3 separate regions of the Zea mays genome follow, and all the other regions are linked to region 3. A link is a contact called in public Hi-C data. All regions are on one chromosome and are shown on one strand. The core of a region is the stretch at or near the end of the contact, and the rest is flanking DNA. Distances in the headings are between cores, read along the strand shown.

Region 1 (3,194 bases), core at 375-2,874, 720 kb before region 3:
GTTATGTACAAATTGTACAGGTATTCTACTGGGTACTGGGCAGCAACTTGGTTCTGCGATGCACATGGACATACAAGCTCTCGGCGCATCTCCGGCACAACTACCTGACAGTGTTCACCATAGCAGCTCTGGAAATCCTGAGACGGTGGCAGTGGGTGTTCTTCCGGGTCGAGAACGAGTGGAACAAGATGACGGCCAAACAAAACTTGGAGATGTCATCTGACATGCCTTCCGAAGGGGACAGGCTACTGGATTCGAGTAACCACACAGTGTGAGCTGAACAGCAGCCTCACATTTCTCGATACAGATTCATTGCCATTCTTTTAGCGTGACCATTGTGGCCAATCTTACGTCGACGGTTCAGATTTTGTCTGTAGAGCTCAAAAGGTCAAAGGGATACACAATAGGTTTCTATATAAAAAAGTTGAAATTTGTTGGCGGCTTCGGATGTTATACCTCTTGAGGATGTATACTGTTATAGCCCTCTTGAACGATTGAATCTAACAGGAGGTATTCGTTGAGACATGAAAGAATAAAAGTAATGCTGAAATTTTACGAAACTTCTTTCAGGTTGTCTTCACTTACGACTATTGTCCTGCCTTTATCTTTATTGTGTACCAAAGTGTACCTGCATTAAATCATTAGTTTTTTTGGCCCCCAGCACATATCTCTTTCATATTGTTTAGCATATCCTTGGTGAGTGCCGTATAGCAGACATACAAACTGCTTGCGTGAGCAAGACATTTCACATCACCAGCTTATCAGGTGGCTGGGACCTGATGAAGTAGCATCATAGCAGTGAAGAAAACAAACCGTTGAATCCAAGGAGCCCTAGTCTAATGGGTATATCATGTGATCCACTCACATAACGAAGACATTTTGTTGTTTTTTTATAAAAAAAAAATGAACCCAGAACACAAGTAAACATTTAATACAGACATGCTTTGTTTAATTACTTGAGCATGATTCATAAAACACCAAGCATGCAAGCAATTATACAAAGGCGCTCCCAAAACAATCCTTCCATATGCATGGCTCCATCCTTGCAGTACAGTAGCTCACATACTACAGATGATTATTTAATCTGCACCTGTTCTTGACGATGTACACAACAAGAGGCGATCATCCATGGCATGGCATTTGCTTAATCTGCGGGCACAAGAGACGAGCGACTAGTGATTCTATTTCACAAAAGCTACGGCGCCGAGAAGGCGTCGTCGAGCGGCCACGGGAGGCGCCATTCGGCGCCGTCCGGCTCCGCCGGCTGCGCCTGCAGCACCATGGGGCGCAGCGTGTCGCGGAGGCGGCTGTGGCGCCTCCGGTGGCGGATGCGGCGCAGCACGGCGTCCCTGTCCAGCGCCCCCGCCCCGGGCCGCAGGTACAGGCAGCTCGTCACCGGCGCCGCCTCGACGCCGCCTTCGCCATCGTACCCGGTCGGGGGCGGCGGGTTCTTGGGCACCATGGAGGACGACATGCGCTAGCTCCAGAGAGAGAGAGAGAGAGTGAGAGCAACAGGTAGGCTATATGCCGACGTGAGAGAGCGCTAACGAGTGGGACTGGGAGAGGTGAAGGTGGCATGCAACGCCGAGAGTTATTTATATACACGGCGATGGAGTGTGTGTGGAGCTCAGCTTAGTAACCACTCTAACCACAATTACTTATGCTTAAACGGTTAAACCATCGTTTAGAAAACGGAAAGGGAGTGCAAGCATGGCTTCGTTCACGTCTTGTCAGGCGCCGCCTGTTTGCTTTGTTCATTTTCGTTCCGTCAGTCATCGACAGTTTGACGCTCTGGTGGTCGACGATGACTCCTCGAGCACATCGCGTCGTCCTCTTGCTGCTGCTTCACCTTTCTACTGCCTACCAATCAGATGCTGATGCTGATGCCACGCGTGGTGCTCTCAGATTCGCGCTGGCACCCATAAGCGCAGCGAGTAAGAAAGGCCGAGATGGTAATGGTATGGTAGTAGGATGCTGAAAACACATCCAGTGTGTTTTGGACATTCAGTGTGAGCGAATGACCGACCGTATAGATGCAGCGCATCCAAACAAGTTTTTTTAGGCTCAAAGGTACTTGCTCCGTTCTTTTTTATTTGTCATAGTTTAACTCAAAAATAAACTTCGTTCTTTTTTATTTATCACAGTTTAATTTAAAAATAAACTAGCGGACGACGGACGACAAATATTTGAGAGAATAATGGAGGTAGTACTTATTATTCTCGACGGAATCATGGACGCACTACTTGTTAGGTAATTCCCTTGCCAAGGCACCGATGCAGGGAAAGGGGGAAAAGAAGATTCAGGCATTCAGCTTTCAGTTGCAACGCTTTGCCGGCTTTGCAGACAAACCTAAAAGAGTTTGGTCAAGCACTAAGCACTACGCAGTGGCATCCACCGTCAGTGGCCTGTGGCCTGAATCTTAAACTAGGACTGGCTACAGTGCCTTCATGCTGTCTCGGTAAGCTCGGGCTAGGGCACAGCAAGAACCCACCGTCCAAGCATGGAGCAGCACGGTGACCGAGGTACATGTTCATCAGTTCATGTCGGTGACACTGGCTCCAGCGCCTTTGCAGGAAATGCGGTGAGATCAAGTACCAGGTCAGGTGTCTCAGATCAAACCAAAAGTTTAGCCTTGTCATTTGATACAAAAACCAAACGAAGTTTATATCAGCATAGCCAGCATTCCAGCATCTGTTGCACATAATTACAGGTTCCAAGCTCATATTTTTACAACCCACGGCCCACCAAAAAGCTTGAGTGGTCTACCATACATCTATCTGGCAGACCCTCACAACCTACACAGAAAAATTGTTGACGTGTGGCCACAGCAACCCGCCTGTGCTACTCTTTTTTTTTCACTCAGATACATGTAATTACACCAGAAGCCCTCAACATGGGGTGCAAAAAAGGATGTACACAAGAAGCATATTTACGTCAGGATAGAATACACACCGTGACCAGTACATGTATATATATACTCTATGCACACATAGGAGACTCGCGGGGTCAGTGCAGAAGCTGATTGCAGCTAAAAATAATCTGCTGGCTGATGTTTATAACACCTCATCATCTGGTTGCCGGAGCCTGTCCCCCTCTCGCCTGAATCACCGGCGGCATGGCTCGGAGCCTGTCGGTGACCTCGGTGAATGAGGGGCGGGCGTCAGGGTTCGCCGACCAACATTGCTCCATCAGCT
Region 2 (3,516 bases), core at 911-3,410, 600 kb after region 3:
AGATGCAAACGGTACCATTGTCAACAAGATGATAGAGAGCAGGCAGCTGTTCGAGAGCATCACCCTCCATCCAACATTCGAGCAAGCAGACTTCCTTCTGCTCCTCACCAAGTTCGATCTCCTAGAGCAGAAGATCAGCAGTTCCCCGCTGACCTCGTGCGATTGGTTCAGCGACTTCACTCCCCTGATCAGCCGCAACCTCCTCAACGGCGGTGGCGGCGGCGGCCGCAGGACTGCGCGCAGCAGCACCGGCGCGACACTGCCCCAGATGGCTGCGCACTACATGGCGACCAAGTTCAAGAGGCTGTTCGAGTCGATGACGGGGCGGAAGCTCTACGTGTCGTACGTGAACGCTCTGGACCAGGAGTCCGTCCGGTCGGCGATCCGCTACGGGCGGGAGGTCGTCAAGTGGGAGGAGGAGAAGCCCGTGTTCGGTGCCAGCGAGACAGTCTACAGCGAGGAGCCGAGCTCCTTCACTGCCTGACCTTCCTTCGTCGTGTGCAGAAGAAGAGGTGTAAATATCTGTGCATTTCTTTCCTCCCCAGCACGCTCTCTTAGAGCTGTACCCCCATCCGTCCCGTCGCAGATCGTCCGTCTTGTGTGGCTGTTCAGTTGTTTTTGCAAAGTAGAATGGTGGAGACGACCCGGCCCATTCTGATTCTTGTAAATTGTATTGTGGGTTGCTTGCGTTTGATGCATTATTAGGCTGGCGCGAAGTTAAGTCTGCCAGACCATCGGCTTGTATGCTGGTTACTTCTGGTATATATTGTCTGGTTCGCCATCAGTGTCAAGAGAGACCATACCATGGGAAGGATGCTTTGCTCCATTGCTGAGATATTTTGCTGGGAGATGCGTCATCTGTCTTTGAGGTGTTTTGCACTTTTGCTGGGAGATGTCCATTATTGAGATGCGTCATCTTCAACCGTGGGCCTAAAAGTAAATCCTGTGCGTCTGCAAACTTGCGGAAAAAATTGTAGGTCTAGTTTGATAACTTTATTTTTAAGGGATTCTTATTTTTTAAGGAAAAATAAACTAATTTTCTTTAGGAAAAAAATGAAAAGCCCTCGAAAAAATAGGGTTGTCACTTAGAGATTTTTTAAGATTTTTTTTTCTGTAGCTGTCTTCCGATTTACGAGTAATAACCGTTGATCATTGGTAGATGAAAACTTGCACTTGCATGCTATGATAATGCAGATGGTTGTGTGTGTTTTTTAAAGAAAGACCTTGTTTAAACTAGCCCTACAAAACAGCTAGAGCTTCGCCGTAAGTAAAATGTACGTGGCTATGCCGGTATAGTTGTCCGTTGACGCGACCAAGCGTTCAGATGGCTCTCTCTAGCAGATTATACTGTATTTCAAAAATTTAGCATGGACTCAAAACTTAGCACGGATTTGGATTCGGATTTCTGTGGGTTTCGACGTTTCTTTACGTTTTGGGTTCCCTAAACTGTAAAGATTCGAATTGCATTCAGTGGCGCATTGCTCATTTGCTCCTCGTTCCAGTCCATACTGAAATTTACTGTCTTTGCTCACGGTGCGAATTAGCGAAAAGAATGGGTAGCTGAGCAATCAGAATTCAGAAAGCAACACAAGATGCCATTGCAGTTTATATACAGCATTTATTTACAGAAACCATGGCGTGCAGACGTGCAGTTATTCCGCCTGTACAGTACAGCACGCGCCGATCGATCGCGGCGGCGGCGGCGGCAGCGGCGGGTGAGCAAGGGGCCCGCTCAGCTGGGCGCGAACCGGTCGAGGAGGAGGTAGAGCGTGGTGTCGGACATGGCGCCGCCGCACCTCGCGACGTCCCCCTCCCGCCTGTCCGTCCCGGCCGCCGCGGCTCCTCGCAACGCCTTGTTGTTGCTGCTGCTCCTGTCGTCGCCTCGCCACGGCCTCTGCTGCTGCTGGCACGGCAGCCGCGGGTCGTCGTCCTCGCCGAGCCCGTGGGTGGCGGCCACGGCCACCGCCTGCCACGTCCCATGCAGCGCCGACGAGAGCTCGCCGAGCCACACGCCCGCCAGGTTGTTGGATGCCGTCGTCGTCGTGGAAGCCATGGTGGGGGACGCTTTGCTTTGCGACTTGCGTGAGAGAGAAACAAAACAGAAAAGCCTGGACGTTGGACGACTTGTTGGTTGCTGTGTCCGTGTCTGTGTCTGTGTGTCACTCGGGGTCCTCGGCCCCGTGCTTATATAGACGCCGCGCGCCGAAGGGGCGAAGGGAACGGATCAGGCGGCCAGCCAGGCCTTCTAGTTCTAGACGTGGATGGCGCGGGCCCCGCACGGCCGGCCGCGGAACGGTTGGCGCGCCCACGGCTCCCCGCCGTGCCCGCGGTTTCGCCTCGGCTCGGGCTCGCCCGGTCGCTGTCGGACCGGCTGGGCCCGGCTCGTCAGCTGCGACCCTGCGAGGACTCAGGCGCGTGCTTGCGTGCGGCGTGCCGTGCCATGGCGCGTCCCTCGCCCTCGTCGTTCTTATCGCGACGACGTGTCGCCGTGTCGGTGTCACAGCGTGCTTCCCGGCTGGCCCGTGCCGGCGACCCGTCCAAAGTGCAGACGTGTAGCCTCGCTCGCTTCTGATAAAACCCTTCCAGCTCCGGCCCGCCGTCGCCATCGCAACGGAAACGTGTGTCCTGGCGCGGCGTGGCGAGTTCTTAGCACCAGCGCCAGCGGTAGCCGCCGTGTGTGTGTGCAACTGTGCATGTGCACGGCGTGCCGTTTCCCCGCCTCGTTTGTTCCGGTCACGGTGACTGGACAAAAAAAAAAAAACCGTAACTCGAAGCCAAAATATCCAAACCCGAATTTCATTCGGAAATTTCGGGTAGCAACTTACAAAACCTAAATTTATTTCTGGTAATTCGGGTGTCATAACTAGGTACCCAAAATAACCAAATTATCCGAACTTTTATGTGTCATATACTCATATCATTCTTAATTATTAATTTATGTATATATAATTATGTGTAAGTGTGCATGACTTGTGATTGTAGATTGTTTGTGTTTTTTATATCCATGTATATCATTATTCAAAATATATTTTTATACTAATTTAATAGGGTGCATAATTTAATAGGGTGTATGTGTTTTTATGAAGCTGACACTGACACAACAGTTCGGATGGTTCAGGAATATCCGAACCCAAATCCGAAATTCCGGTACCCGAATTTTTTAGTATTGTAAAACCCGGTGTAATTTCGGGTATCGATTCTCAAAACCCGAAATTTTAAGTAATCAAATTACCCAACCCAAAAATTTCGGATAACCCGAACTCCCACCTAGTCCCGCTTATAGATGTATAAAAAACACGAAGCATGTTTTTTGGCCCGGTATTAGCCCGGTCTGCTCGCTTTTGTACGGGCCCATACCAGCCCGGTATGAATAAGTGGGCCGGACTCGGACAGGAACTAAGCATGGCGGGGCTAGCCTTGCACGGTCCATTTACCTATAAGCCCGTCAAGCCCGCTTTTTTACACTAAACCGTGCTTACCGACCTGTTTAGCTCGTTTTGGCCCGCTTTTTCCGTG
Region 3 (3,198 bases), core at 583-3,082:
ACAAGACTTTACCAGCAGGCAGAACAATTATGTATTAAAATATGCAGGCTCATGTTACCAGATTGTTTAGCTTGAAATATTAAATGCAGAGACCAAGTCAAAAAGAATTTGACAGTGCAAAAATAAAAATCTCAACAAATCAAGTGCAATGGAAAATGGTTAACTCATCCATTTCTTTAAGCATTTATGCTTTACTACATTGTCATCACAAAGGCTGAAAGGGAACGGCATCTTTTTGCTGTGTCCTTCAACTTAATGATATTTTTTCAATGTTCAGCACATGAGATTATCAGTGAGCAAAAATCTTCCTTTTTTTCTCAAATTCAGAAAACACGTCTCTTGTCACAGGATTGGACTTGCTACCTACGCAGCATTGATACAAATACGTGCATCGACATCAGCACCACTACATGGATATGGCATCTACTCCCAAAAGATGGTACATATGGATACATTTTTACTAATTTTCCAGAAAGAAAGTAATAATGCACATCAAGTATAACAGCAGGAACAATATATTACCTTGAGATTATGCTACTTTGCTCTATCCTAAGGCCTAAGCTAAAATTCATATGAGCCAAGGGAAGCAGCATTTCAGATGCTCCACAGCGCCATTTTTATCGGACAGCACTTGCACTATCAGCACCGTTCCCTTCCCTCTGCACTTTGAATAGGTGACAAGTGATAGGTTTTGGGTGACAAAACAAACTTCCGTCACAGGGTTGCAAAAGCTACTGGTGCAAAAAGCTCACTTGTTGGACCTGAGAAGCTATTGATCGGAATCTGAGAAGGTAGCTTGTTTGGCAACCCAATGTTTTGATACCCAGCTAGTGGCCTGTATACATGAAATACCCTTTGTGGGTAAGGAATGGCTGATTGATCACGGAATGTACCACATGACCATTAGAGTTTGGTTAATGGTGATTATTTTGTTAAACAGTTTCAGTTTCCATAACGAAATGTAGGATTAACACATTGCAATTACTCCACATAATTAGGAATGTTTTGCTGTGTTTACCGAAAATGACAAGAAAGGACATCCTCGATATGACACGTGTTTATCGATCAATACACAAAAAGGCCTACTTGAAGCTAACATGTGTGTTCATCAATCATCAATCACATTTAGAAAAGTTAGTTCTTATCGAGGAGTTCGGGCCCTGAAACAGCCCGCCCTTAAGGCTGACAAAGGGGCACAATGCATTTGCCCCATCCACGGACAAATTCCACCAAGAACAAGCAAGCAGCTAGCATCACCAAGTGCACAAGTCTCGTGTGCACCTGATATGTTCCCTTTCCACTCTCCTTGAACGTTTTTGGCTACAAACAAAGAAGCAAGGCATTTGCTATTCTATTCGTCAATCCATAATGTCCACTACAATAAACTAAACGTTGAATTAATTTCAAATCGCACGCAAGCGTCTCACAAGTGGATAAATTAAAACAAGGCAATTTTTCCCCTTTCCCGATCTGGAGCTCGTCTACAGCCACAGGGTAAACGGAGAGGAGGTGGGAGGCGGCACCAATCATACCGTGCGGAGGGTGGCGGGACGCGGAGGAGGAGCGACGGCGAGCCGAATGCGAGGCGGGGGATTCGAGATGTTGTGCTGGTCGCCTGCTGCGGAATGGGGTTGGGGACGGGGGAGAGGCCGGATGCGGAGCCCGGAACGGGCGCGGAGGAGGTGCGGGAGACGTCGATCCCGAGCTCGGCGAGGAAGGGCGGGTGCCGGGCAGCTGAGCGGCGCGGCGCGGCGCGGCGTGGCTGTCGAGCGGGCGGCGCACCCGTGCGAAGGCAGGCGAGGGATGGGACGGACTGGTGGGGAGCGAGGAAGGGGAACGGGGAGCGCGGGGCAGACGGCTACGGTGCCGAGGGTAGCGTGTGGATCCGTGGCAGAAGGGTAATTTCGCTGCTTCGCAAGGCCAAATCTATACTCTCAATCCGCTTATTCTAGTGCTAAAATTTAATTCATGTCACCTTAGTATTATACTAGCTGGATGCCCGTGCGTTGCAACGGAAATATATAATACCAGTATACTACGATAACTTATATACAAAATCTGTGTTATATTGTTATGAGAAAATGTTTCATAATCAATTTGTGATCCTAGCCATACATAAATTTTGTTATTTTAATCTAGTTATTTCACCACTACATTGCAACCATCAGTATCATGCAGACTTCGATATATGCCACGATTTGTATAGTCTCATCATTGGAGAGCACGAGCACGTTCCACACATGACGGAAAAATTCTCTCGTACATCGTTAGTCATCAGACACGCACCACCATATGCTCTTGCTTAAACAAAAAGGTAAGTGTGTATGTGTTTGCGAAGAGAATTAAAGGCAGACCGGCACAAAAGCTACCCTGACGGTGGCGAGGATGACGAACTGGTCATTGTTGTCGATCCTCCTCTGTGTCACCTCCGACGCCAAGATGACGCCACAATCCTCGATATAGTAGTCGTCAAACGCACGCGACATGACGAGTACCAATGACTCTTGGTTGGGCTGCCAAACGAAGTGCACCCCGAGCTCATCAGCGAGGTAGTACCTCTGGCCGTTGCACCACCGAATGCGCTATTCCACTACATACATCATGTTCGAGGACACTCACACAACGTCAGCAACGTCCATCGTCCCAGCGCACAAGAATTCATGTCCGGCCAGTAGCGACTTACGTGGCAGGTTGGGCTTCAGGTGGACGATGAGTTGGACGGTGTGACGGCGTCGTCGTCGGATGCGGTGTCCAGAACAACCCGAGAGTCGTCGACGTTGGCGACAACCATGAGGCTCCCCTGCTTAACGATGGACAACGCGGTGTAGCTGCTCTGGACCGCGTCCAAGCGGCGGCTTCGCGGGAGCTTGTCGTACACAGCGGCGCATGCGACCACGTAAGACTGCTTTTAGAGGTCGAACTAACAGTCGCCAAGCTTCTTCTCGTTATCGATGAGCGACAACAACGCGAATGCCTCCTGCTCATGGAGTTTGTTCGGGGTTTGAAGTAGGAAACATGGATTCATGCTTGGCGTTGGTTTAGGAAAATGACTCACGAGTCTGATCCATGGAAAAAAAATATTACGAAGAAAAAATTTCACACATGCAAAAAAGATAATTTAAGTATAATGCATTATTCAAACAAAAGAAATAGCATGCAAAGCTCTTCTTTAAATAATATTACCTCCATCCAAAAATA

Evidence for each region. A called contact is a pair of places that touch in the nucleus more often than the background predicts.
Region 1: a Hi-C map of tassel shows a contact between it and region 3, with 4 times the contacts expected there. The contact joins the promoter of LOC103640530 here to the promoter of LOC100192001 in region 3. A contact is called at or near these places in 4 of 25 Hi-C or Micro-C datasets (ear, endosperm, leaf and 1 more).
Region 2: a Hi-C map of tassel shows a contact between it and region 3, with 2.6 times the contacts expected there. The contact joins the promoter of LOC100276732 here to the promoter of LOC100192001 in region 3. A contact is called at or near these places in 3 of 25 Hi-C or Micro-C datasets (ear, endosperm and tassel).

The regions. Positions count from the first base shown.
Region 1 is chr1:170,610,281-170,613,474 of Zm-B73-REFERENCE-NAM-5.0, reverse strand. LOC103640530 reads right to left here and starts at 1,624. Exons shown (of 1, transcript XM_008663465.4): 1 at 854-1,624. The coding sequence starts at 1,474. The coding sequence ends at 1,196. LOC103640528 reads right to left here. Exons shown (of 9, transcript XM_020546520.2): 9 at 2,614-3,194. The coding sequence ends at 3,067. LOC103640531 (SPX and EXS domain-containing protein 1-like) reads left to right here. Exons shown (of 12, transcript NM_001347224.1): 12 at 21-554. The coding sequence ends at 275.
Region 2 is chr1:169,298,861-169,302,376 of Zm-B73-REFERENCE-NAM-5.0, reverse strand. LOC100276732 reads right to left here and starts at 2,160. Exons shown (of 1, transcript NM_001150449.2): 1 at 1,575-2,160. The coding sequence starts at 2,053. The coding sequence ends at 1,733. It overlaps LOC103640517 (extra-large guanine nucleotide-binding protein 1), which reads left to right. Exons shown (of 8, transcript XM_008663356.3): 8 at 1-857. The coding sequence ends at 484.
Region 3 is chr1:169,894,742-169,897,939 of Zm-B73-REFERENCE-NAM-5.0, reverse strand. LOC100192001 reads right to left here and starts at 1,832. Exons shown (of 8, transcript NM_001137425.1): 1 at 1,533-1,832; 2 at 523-835.